2 separate regions of the Mus musculus genome follow, and region 1 is linked to region 2. Evidence: chromatin contacts called from public promoter capture Hi-C data. All regions are on one chromosome and are shown on one strand. Each heading gives the region's core, a stretch centred on a gene start, on an enhancer-like site or on the middle of the called end of the contact. The rest is flanking DNA. Distances are from core to core; before and after follow the strand shown. Region 1 holds the start of Cyp4f15 (cytochrome P450, family 4, subfamily f, polypeptide 15). Region 2 holds the start of Cyp4f17 (cytochrome P450, family 4, subfamily f, polypeptide 17).

Region 1 (5,345 bases), core at 2,363-4,862, 180 kb before region 2:
CTAAGAAGCTGGTTGGTTGGTTTGTTGTTTTTTTTTCAATGTAAACACTAAATACAAAAACAAAAAAACAAAGGTTTTATGAACAGCAGACTCTATGTAAAGGCATTTTACTATTAAATTTTTTATTGATAACTTGCTTAAGAATAAATATATGACTATTGTACAGGAAAAAAAATATTGCGACCCTTTAATACAGTCCCTCACGCTGTGGTGACCCCCCCACCATAAAATTATTTTGTTGCTACTTCATAACTGTAATTTTGCTACCATTATGAATCATAATATAAATATGTAATATTTAATATGCAACCCACATATCAACCTGTGTGTGGAGACCCCTATGTTGAGAACTGGTAATATAGAGCAATTAGATGAAGAAATCTCAATCTCGTTTTCTGACTGCAATAGCCATCTTCTGCCCACAGACATCACAATGCAGGTTGTTGACTTTTGGACTCTTGTTGCAGGCTATTCGATCACACTGTGAACCCCAAGTTAATGTCGTCTACTAGAAAAAAAATGTTTCTAGTTGTGTTGTGGCTCAGCCCTTCCCACTCACCTTTGATACCTCTGATTGGAATAGAGACGTACCCTTAGCACACACCTTTAATTCCAAACAATAAAGGTAAAGTTAGTTTGTAGAAAGAAGCACCCATGTTTGACTGGGTGCCATCATTAGACTGGTGTCTAATTGAGTGGCAGACAATGTGGTGAATCATAGAAAGAGGACAGGATATGCCCAACTCTCAGGAGAAGAAAGAGGAAGGGGAAGCTTCATAAGAGAACAGTGAAAAAGAAGAAAAGGGAGAGAGAGAGAGAGAGAGAGCGAGAGAGCGCAGATTAAATCAGTCAGAGGAGAGGAGTTTGAGACAGAAGAGCTGGGTTAAAGCAGCCAGTCAGAGTTCAGAGAAAACCAACAAGGGTGAGCTTATTCGGCAGGAAATCTCAGAGGCTGCAAACTTCTAGGCCTAGGTAAGATTGTACAGAGACCGGAAGTAGGCCTAGGTTAGCAGGTGGAGGCAGTAAGCATCAGAGACAACAATTCCTCATGTGAATAAAAGTTACATTTACAGATTCAACCCTATCCCACCGACTCCTCCCTCCCCTAAGGATCTCCCCATGCACAGGATGCCAACCCTTTGCCTCAGAATTATTTGCAGGCTGGCTTCCACTTTGCAGATGGCATGTTGTAGCATGCTTAGAACCCACAATATATAAGTCAATGACCATAACACAATGTACCCCCTCTCTCTGCCCTCACTCTTTTATATATATATGTGTGTGCAATGTATAGAATTTATAAATGTATCATGCATCTCTCTCTCTCTAAATATATATATATATATATATATATGTATATATGTGTGTATATATATGCACACACATGTGTATATATAATTATTTGAATATAATCATGTGTTGCATAATGATGTTCTTGTCACTGACACACTACATATGTGTGGTCCTGGCCCTATAAGCTCATAATGGACCCAAAGAATTCCTATGCACAATATCTTTATTATTGTTATCCTATATATAGATGTATTTAGATACATAAACACCATTGTCTTACAAATACCTACAATATTTAGGACAGCAACATGATGTGAAGATTTGCACAAGTAGCCTACACTATATGGGTTTGTGCTGAGTCCTGCTCCATCTTTCTCAGGGTTATGGCTGAGTCTCAAGGGTCTATCCCAGGGCCAATGGAGAAGGTATACAGCCTACGTCAGAGATAGCCACCTTGGCTTGCGAAGATGAATGTTCTCTGGTGGTATTAATTTCAGCCCCAGGGACCATCATCAGGGAAGGTCTCAACCGGGACTTAGGGGTGTCTAGGCAACATTGAAGCCTGTTAGTTGTAATTGACAACTTGACAGGGCCTCTACTCACCTGAGAAGGGAGTCTCAGTTGCATGGTACTGCCAGATCAGAGTGGTCTGTGGGCACATCTTTGGGGGACTGTCTTAATTGTTAGTTGATTTAGAAGCACCCAGCCATTCTACCTGTCACCATTTTCTGCACAGATAGTTCTGGACTGTATTTTTCAAAAGCTAGCTAAACATGTGCTTGAGAGTGAGCAAATGGGCAGTGTTTCTCCACGCTTTCTGTCTCAAGTTCCTGCTGGAGTTCCTACCTTGACTACCCTCAAACAAACTTTTTCCTCCTGAGGTCACTTTTGGTCAGTGTTTTATCACAGCAACAGAATGAAAACAAAACTTGGATAGGTCTGCAGTTCCAACTGTGCAAAAGGTCTGCAGAGCAGGGACTAGTCAACTCCAGGACAAGAGGGGACCACTAATTCTCTAGGAGGGCAGAAACTCCTACCTGTGAGGCCCCATGCTCTCACCAAACATCACCCTGCGTATGATGTCACTGATGTGTACAGATGTTGTGAGCTTCGGTGTTTGCAAGTGAAGCAACTGAGACCGAGTCACCCAAAGGCAAGAACAGACTTGGTCAAAATCTAAGGCACGGGGTCAAGGAATGCTTACGGGAGGGTGAAGAGACAACTCTTATCTCAGTTGGGCAACAGGACTCAATGGTCCATCTTAGGGAAGAACTGACAGCTTTTAAGTAAAAAGTGCTTCAGGAACAAGAGGCAGGAAGACAACCCATAACTCTCCTGCTTCATGGGTGGTAGGAGAGGAATACCAGAGATTACCCCCAGGCAAACATGGAAACCCTGATATGGATTGACAGAAAAATGGCATTGACGTTGGACAGAGCTTCCCAAGAGGCCTCAAGTCCAGCAGACAATGAGGGAACCCCAGGGGTCCTCACTCTGTATTGTCTACCTTGGAAGTGTCCACCAGTGTAAGAAAGATGGACTAGAAATTAATCCAGAGCAAAGTAGGGGTGGAGGCAGGGACATGAGAAAAGCTAGTGAAGGATGCTGGAGGACTTCAGACCCATCCCCTGAGGTCCATTCCTGGTCCATTCTCTCCAAAATACAAGACCCACAATATATTGCTGCACTCACCATGCCTAGGTGACCCAAGAACCAATTCCATTTGGGGGGTTGAGGGAAATCACAAAGATGATGATATGTTCTGTAGAAGATATAGGTCTGAGTCAGGACACGGGCCAAGAGCCAGGAAGCTCCGATCAGCAGCAAAAGCAGCCATGGTGAGGATGCCTCCAGCCTCAGTCCCAGCCAAGACAGGTCCAACTGTGGCATCCTGTGGGGCAAATGGACAGACAGTGAGACTGGGAGGTTGGAAGAAGGTTGGGGCCATCAGGCATAATGGACCAGGGATATGAATAATGAAGGCTGTTTGTAGGAGGAGAGATCCATGGGGTGGAAATAGGCAGTAATATGGAGGAAGAGGAGGTGGAGGTAGAGGAGGAGGAGGAGGAGGGAGAGAGGGAGAGAGGGAGAGAGGGAGAGACCCAAAATTCCTGAATGAAACTGCCAGGAGATGTTACCTGAAAAACCCCATGTCTGAAGCCAACAGGATCACTCTGACTTTTTGGCTTCAGATAGCTGGTTATCTAGAAATAAGCAGCCAGGTTCAGGCTTAGAGTTCTCTTTAACCTACTCTTAGCCAGGCACCTTCTCTCAGGAACAGTGAGTTTCCCACGGTTCTCCTTCCTTTAGAGTTTCTTTGTTCCTGGCTTCTGCTCTGAAGGAGGCTGAGCTCAGTTGTGTCAGCCAATCCTTCACAGGCCCAACTGCCTCCTCCCCTCTGGGGCAGAAGGCCAAAAGGAGGGGGTTGGGTCAGCAGGGTACAGAGTGAAATCAATTCAGGGTCACAGCATGAACACCAGAGCCTTAGAACTTGTTCCCTCTCACATCATGGGGGAGGGCGGGGGGTGGGGGGGTGGGATGGAGGATGGGCATGGGGATGGAGGTTGAGGGCAGGAGAGATTTGGGAGCAAAACTCTGAGGTTAGCAGAGGTAAGTCTGAGTCTAACATCCACAGCCAAGTAGGGGTATCCCTACGCGTCAGAGACTCGTCAGAGACGACAGTGTATCTAGCAAAATCATTAACAGGAATTCTCCTGCTAGGAGAATGCAACCAGGCCAGGCTTGGTCACAGACCATCTCCCAAAGTCCTCTGCACTGGACTGCACTCACAGCATGTACCTTTTTTTTTTTTTAAATACACAATATTTTATTAATTTGTTGTTGAGAATTTTATGCATAAAATGTGTTTTGATCAGACTTGCCTCCTACTCTCCCGCTTAATTCCTTCCAGATTGGCTCCTTACCCACACCCCTCCCTTTTTTTTTTTTTTAAATAACTTACTGATTCAAATAGGTGTAGTGCCTATCAGGGACAAAAGGCTTACCAGTGATCAGACCCTCAGAGAAAGCTGACTCTCCCACCACCATCAGCTGCCAATAACTCCTCAACTAGGGGCTAGGGCTCACCATCCCTTCCCCAGTGCTGGAATGTTGGTTATCTTGAGCTTGGTGTTATCTTGGGTTCACTGCAGCGTCTGTGAGCTCACTAGAGCAGAGGTCCTACCATACCCAGAAGGCATTGTTTGGTCCTATTCTTCTAGACTTCTGGCTCTTACAGTCATTTCGCTCCAACTTCCACAAAAATCCTTGAATCTTGTGGGGCCCATGTGGGCGTGGTATAGTTTCACTTAGAGACAAGTTCTGCTCACTGCACAAAGAAACTTCTCTCATGGGGTCTGAGACCTGCATGTAGCCTTTCATGGCACAAAACTGGGAGGTCCAGGATGCCTCTGCCTACCAGCTACACAGTCAGGCAAAATTCAAATGCTGCTCTGAAGCAGCTCAGGGTCTGGAGAGAGCCACTACTCTCTGGAGCAGCAAAAAGGAGTACAGCCCAATGACCAAGTCCCCAGGTCAGATGCCAGGAGTCAGCAGCTCAGCTGGGAGAACATAACTTAGGTTGACCTATATGTGAACTGAGACATGGTGAGAGGGAGGAGACATGTGATGTTGAGGTGGAGAGCAGCCCTGAGCAGACAGGTACAAGCAGAACACAGCACTGGTCACACAACAGCCTTGAGGGTCAGTCTGTACAGGCCACCTTTTTTGAGGGCCACTTATTGATTTTGCAGCTGCGTAATCCAAGCTCAATGAATCACTGGCTTTCAGGGGTTCCCCCACTTCCACCTCCTTTTCTACAAAAGTACTAAGATTATGCATGTGTGCAATTATGCCCGACTTTCTATGGGCTCTGGGGATTTGAACCTAGGCTGTTATGTTTGCACAAGTGTAATACCCTCTAGGGTTGCAGGAACAGTTTTTTGCATTTGTTTGTTTGTTTGTTTGTTTGTTTTAATTAAAGGTTTAAAACACAGGGAAGAAATGTTACTGGAGATCTTGGGGAGTTCCTGAAGACTAATCATATGTTAATA
Region 2 (5,367 bases), core at 2,124-4,623:
ATCTTAGATTCCCTATTCCTTCAAATCAACATGCTAAGAGATGTGTTATTGTGTTATCAGGGGAAACTGATCCAAATGCCCAAAGGAAAGGTGGGCTGCTTCTCCACAATAGAAGGAAGATTTTGTGTCAGAGGACACCATTGTCTGACTTGGGTCAAAGTTGAGCACTCTTGGTGTTGAGATGAAACATGACATGTACATAGAGGGTAGAAGATCTTTTAGGGCATCTCGTGTTACCATGTTCTGTGGTTAAGGTAACAGGAAACTCCAACAATGCAACGCAAACAGAATGATAACAGTTCTTCACGGATGAAGTTACGGCTCATCTGTCCAGAGAAAGAGCCAAGGCCTTAAGAGATGTTTGCTGAGAGTAGAAGAAATACAGAATGTATAGTTGAGGAACACAGTTAAGAATACCAGTTAAGGGTTGGAGAGATGGCTCGGTGGTTAAGAGCACTGACCGCTCTTCCAGAGGTCCTGAGTTCACTTCCCAGCAACCACACAGTGGCTCACAACCATCTGTAATGGGATCAGACGTCCTCTTCTGGTGTGTCTGAAAACAGCAACAATATATTCACATACATAAAATAAATAAATAAATCTTTAAAGGAGAGAGAGAATGCCAGCTAAGACCATACAATCAGTTACAGAAACAAATATTATAATTATCATGAATGTTTCTGTTCTGTTTTGCTAATGATATGTTTGTACACAAACACAGATATTTGGGTTTCTTTTTCTCCTATCACTTTACCATGTAATGTAACATTGGTTGAAATAACATCCGTAGTTCGGCATTCCTCAAGTGGCTTTGTCATCTATTCAGGGGAAATATAAGCGTTGTCTTTGTGTGATAACTTAAATCATCTTAGGTGGAGTTGAAACTCTATTATTATCTTCATTGGTGATTCAGCATGACACAAGAGATACAGATGAGTGTCACGTTGACAACAGGTGGGTTTCAGGTGATTTGTCTTCACTGTCAACTTGGCAGGATCTGGAATTAACTAAGAGAAACTGCTCTGAGTGAGCCGGTGAGGAAGTTTCTTGGAAAGAGGAGAAGACCCTCGCTGTCGATGGGCATCACCTTCTAGCAGGTAGCCAAGATATAAAGAAGTCTGAGGTCAAACCCTGGGCCCTCACTTCCTGACAATGAGTGTGCTTCTTCTTCATCAGAACTCAGCTTCTGATAGGAGATCAGAAATGCTCCATGATTCTTCCAGGCCTTCAGCAACAGGTTAGAACAGCTGCGGTATCCATCTCTGAGGTTGGAGTAGCTACTGGTCCCCAGCCTCACCAACATGCTGAGAGCCATGACTACTGAATTCCTCAGCCCACTGGCTGCACACCATTCAAGTAACAAAATGGCATGATGTAGATGGTTCTATTAATCTGGAAAGCCCTGCCTAATACAGAGTAACTGGAAGGAAGCTCCTGGACTGGGAGAGAAAAAAGGAGATATGACAGGAGAGAAGGCAAACTGGGAAGCTGGACGAAAAGAGGGCTGTGGAGAGAAAGCGGCATGGGAATCCAGGCCACTAGAGGTGGTACCCTTATAGGTGACCCTGAAGTGCCAAATGTGGCTCTGGCCGTAGGAAGGTCTGAAGCAAAGGGCACTGGATATGAGTAAGAAGTCTTTCCAGGATGTGTAGCCATACAGGAGAGGCCACAGTGGTGCCTTCTGGAAAAATAGGAAAAGTGGCTGGCCTAGTAGTGGAACCCTTCATTTTCTAGGGAGCACAAGACAGTCAGTGTGTCACCTCAATACCACAGAGGAAAACAGAGTGCTCAACTCTGACCTAATTCAGACAATGGAGTCCTCTGACACATTTTTGAGGAGGAAGAGTTAGATAAGACAGGGGAGGAATTGGTGGGGCTGGAGATATGGTTCAGAGGTTAAGGGCACTTGTTAATCTTGGAAAGGACATGGTTTTGATTTCTAAAACCTACAAGGTAGCTCACAGCCACCTATAACTCCAGTTCTGGGAGATCCAATGCCTTCTTCTGAACTCTTTGAGCAATAGGCACACACATGGTACACAAGCACCAATGTTGGCAAGATACATACATATAAAATATATATATAATATATAATATATATATATTATATATTTTATATATTATATAATATATAATAAATATATAAAAATATATTATATGTTTTATATATTATATACAATATATAATAAATCTCATTTAAAAAAAGAAAGAAGAAGAAGGAAGGAAGAAAGGAAAGAAAGAAAGAGAGAGAGAGAGAGAGAGAGAGAGAAAGAATTTTAAAAATTGGAGAGGAGGGATGTCAACTTCTGCCATTCAGCATCGCTGTCCCTCAAGAGACTCTGGCCAGCAGAGATGGGCTAAGAAAGGAGCATACCCAATTTATTCCACTAGAAAGGCTCAACTCCAACAACGTTAAGTGAAATAGCACATTGAGGGGGAGAGCTCTGCTCCCTCAACCTATCCTGGGGTGGGGTGGGGTGGGGGGCACTAACAACACAGAACAGGACTGAACAAGCAACAGAAAGAGATCTTAAAACATGAGTTCTTATCAGAATGTGATCCGAAGTTAGCTGGGAACGAGAAAGGGCAAAAAAGAAAAAAGCCTCAAAACGTGGTGTAGACAGAGGCCAGGAGTAGATATGCCGGGTATGTGACTAGATAGAGACTCACTCAGCCTCCCTCCCTCACCTCTCCACCCTCTCACGACTCCCAGGTTCCTAAGAGCCTTTCCTGACACACCAGACCTACCTGCTGCCACACTCACCATGCTCATGTGACCCCAAAACCAGTGCCGCGAAGGGGGCTCGGGGAAGCAGCGGAGACGGCAGTAGTTGTCATAGAAGGCACAAATCCAGGTCAGAATTCGAGCCAGGAACAAGGAGGCCCCAACCAACTGCAGAAGTTGCCATGGGAAGGCAGCTCCAGGCCCCAGTCCCAGCCAGGACAGGCCCAGCTGTAGCATCCTGCAAGAAAGATAGGCCAGAAGTGAGATCCTGAGGCCCAGGAGACAGAGGTGGCCCTCCATGGTCACTGGACAGAGATGGTGACTTAGAGGACTAGAACACAGGAAGGAAAAGGGACACCCAGGGCTACGGAGAGACAGAGAATCAGGCAGGAGAGAGGCAGATAGGATCTGTTTATAGTCTGCGTTGGCCTAGACTGAAGCACAGGTATGTAGCGTAGTAACTGGGAAATCAGGCCTGCCTGCAGAGCCACCCCAGCTGTAACAGAGCTTCCACTGTTCAGTAGGGGCCTTCCGTGTGTCCCAAGTCCGGCACCTTTTCTCAGGAGTAATGCGTCCCAGAAACGTCCGCTCTTCCCTGGAAATGTTTTTGATCCTGGCTACCGGCTGAGCAGGACGATGAGCTGGACTGAGCCAATCCCTCGGTGGCCCAGAGCCCTCCTCCCAGCCTGGGTAGAATATCAAAATGCGGGGGGCGGGGGCGGGGGCGGGGCGGGGGCGGGGCCAACCCGAAGCAATTGGAGCCAATCCAGGGTCACATGTCCAGGCAAGCAGGGTCCTCAGGATTCAACACCTTCCATCTGAACCAAGACAAAGGTGTCTAGAGACCCAAAGTTTACAATCTGTCCCGTTCTCACTAGGCTCCGCAGGTCCTCTGAGGACCTGCAGGCTAGAGGGCAGCAGGCAGTGTTTTCCAGTTCGGACTGAAAGGATCCGAGCCTCTGCCTACCAGCTGCACAACCTGGCAGAATTCTCCCTCCAAGTAATCCAGGTTCCGAGTGGAGACAAGACTTCCAGAAACAAAGAATCCGGCCGTGCTGGAACGGACTAAAAGAGATTCTGAAGATTAAAACTCCCAGCTGAGGGACCAGAGTTCAGTTAGGAAGTAGGTGGGAGGGGTCAAGCTGAGCCGCCAGTCGTGGGGAAATCCAGGCAGGCGAGAAGAGAGAGGGGGTTGTGGGCTCCGGGTCAGCAGCACCACGTTGAGAGCTCCAAGAGAAAAACACCATTCACAATACAAAGGCAGGCCCATCTGAATAACACTATTATTCATTCAACTGAAAGGGTAAAAGCCCAAGGATGCGCAAGTGACGGACTTCAAGCCGTAAAAGATATCTATAACTGCCAACCCAGACTGCTGCATCCAGAAAAGCTGTCTGTCATAAAGAAGGACATTTTTTTTAACTATCAGCGGTAAAAATAGAACAAAGGCATTTATGAGCACTGAGCCAGCTCTACAGAAGATGCTTGATAGAATCCTTCAGGCTGAAGAGGGGGAAATCAGGCCACAAAGTCCAGGAAATAAATAAATAAATAAATAAAACACACTAGAATATTATTAAAGCAAGAGAGGAAGAAGGAGGAAAACAAAATCAACAAAATTGCAGGAATCAACAAACACCTTTCAATAACTCGGGTGTTCTCAGTCTCAACTGCACCCCAGATAAAGGCACAAGCATGGATCTGCTGCTTCTAAGAAATATCTCACTACAAGAGGCAGATAAGATTCTAGCTCAGGGTGAAAGGACGCTAAGCTATCTCAGGGGACAGGAAGATGGCTCAGTGTGAATGCACCTGCAGCCAAGACTAACAGCTTCACTCTGCTCCATAGAACTGACCAGCATGATGAAAGGAGAGAATTGACTCCTGCAAACTGTCCTCTGGCCTCCACACCCATGGCATGACAGGCACGTGTGCCCACACACACACACACACACACACACACACACACACACACAAATAAATAAAATGTTAGTTCACAGACTTTTAAGGGTATGCCAAGGAAATGGACCTAGAACACAAGCAAGCAAGTGTGTTGCTGTTCTATCATCTGACAAAAGAATCTTCAAATGAAAACTAGTGAGAAAGAATAGAGAAGTCACTCATAACCCGGTGAGATGCTTCCGTGGGTAAAAAGCTCTTACCACCATAGTCAACACAAGCCAGACAACCTCAGTTCAATCTAGATTAAGAGGCAGTGTCCTCATGGGGTGCCTGTTGATATCTGTGGGAAGAAGGGGCAGGCCATAAGGTATTACAGTCTGAACAGCAGCTGGATTCTAACATTACATTCTTTGTGTGTGTGTGTGTGTGTGTGTGTGTGTGTGTTGAGACTATGGTTTTAGGTTTTGGGGGGGTTGTTGTTGTTGTTTGGTTTTGGTTTTGGTTTTGGTTTGTCCAAAACCAAACAACTGTCCTAGAACTAGCTCTGTAGATCAGTCCTGGCCTCAAACCCACAAAGATCTGAACTGCCACCATGGCCACACCACAGGGCCTAACATTACATTCTTACAATATCTGAATTAAATGGCATCATTGATGAAACGGAATTTACAGTCATTTGCAGAACATTCCATCTAAACACACCAGAATACTCATGCTTCTCAGCAGCTTATGGAACTTTC

What was found. Capture Hi-C pulls out chosen DNA fragments and counts their contacts.
Region 1: a promoter capture Hi-C map of liver shows a contact between it and region 2. The contact joins the promoter of Cyp4f15 here to the promoter of Cyp4f17 in region 2. A contact is called at or near these places in 4 of 39 promoter capture datasets (the C10 cell line, hematopoietic stem and progenitor cells, liver and 1 more), 1 of 484 Hi-C or Micro-C datasets (bone marrow-derived macrophages), 8 of 115 datasets of contacts at active chromatin or transcription factors (bone marrow-derived macrophages, embryonic stem cells and hepatocytes) and 4 of 9 other capture datasets (adipose tissue, liver, macrophages and 1 more).

Annotation. Positions count from the first base shown.
Region 1 is chr17:32,683,898-32,689,242 of GRCm38.p6, reverse strand. Cyp4f15 (cytochrome P450, family 4, subfamily f, polypeptide 15) reads right to left here and starts at 3,612. Exons shown (of 13, transcript NM_001346538.1): 1 at 3,432-3,612; 2 at 2,986-3,184. The coding sequence starts at 3,445.
Region 2 is chr17:32,504,490-32,509,856 of GRCm38.p6, reverse strand. It overlaps Cyp4f17 (cytochrome P450, family 4, subfamily f, polypeptide 17), which reads right to left and starts at 3,373. Exons shown (of 13, transcript NM_001101445.2): 1 at 3,279-3,373; 2 at 2,765-2,963. The coding sequence starts at 2,962.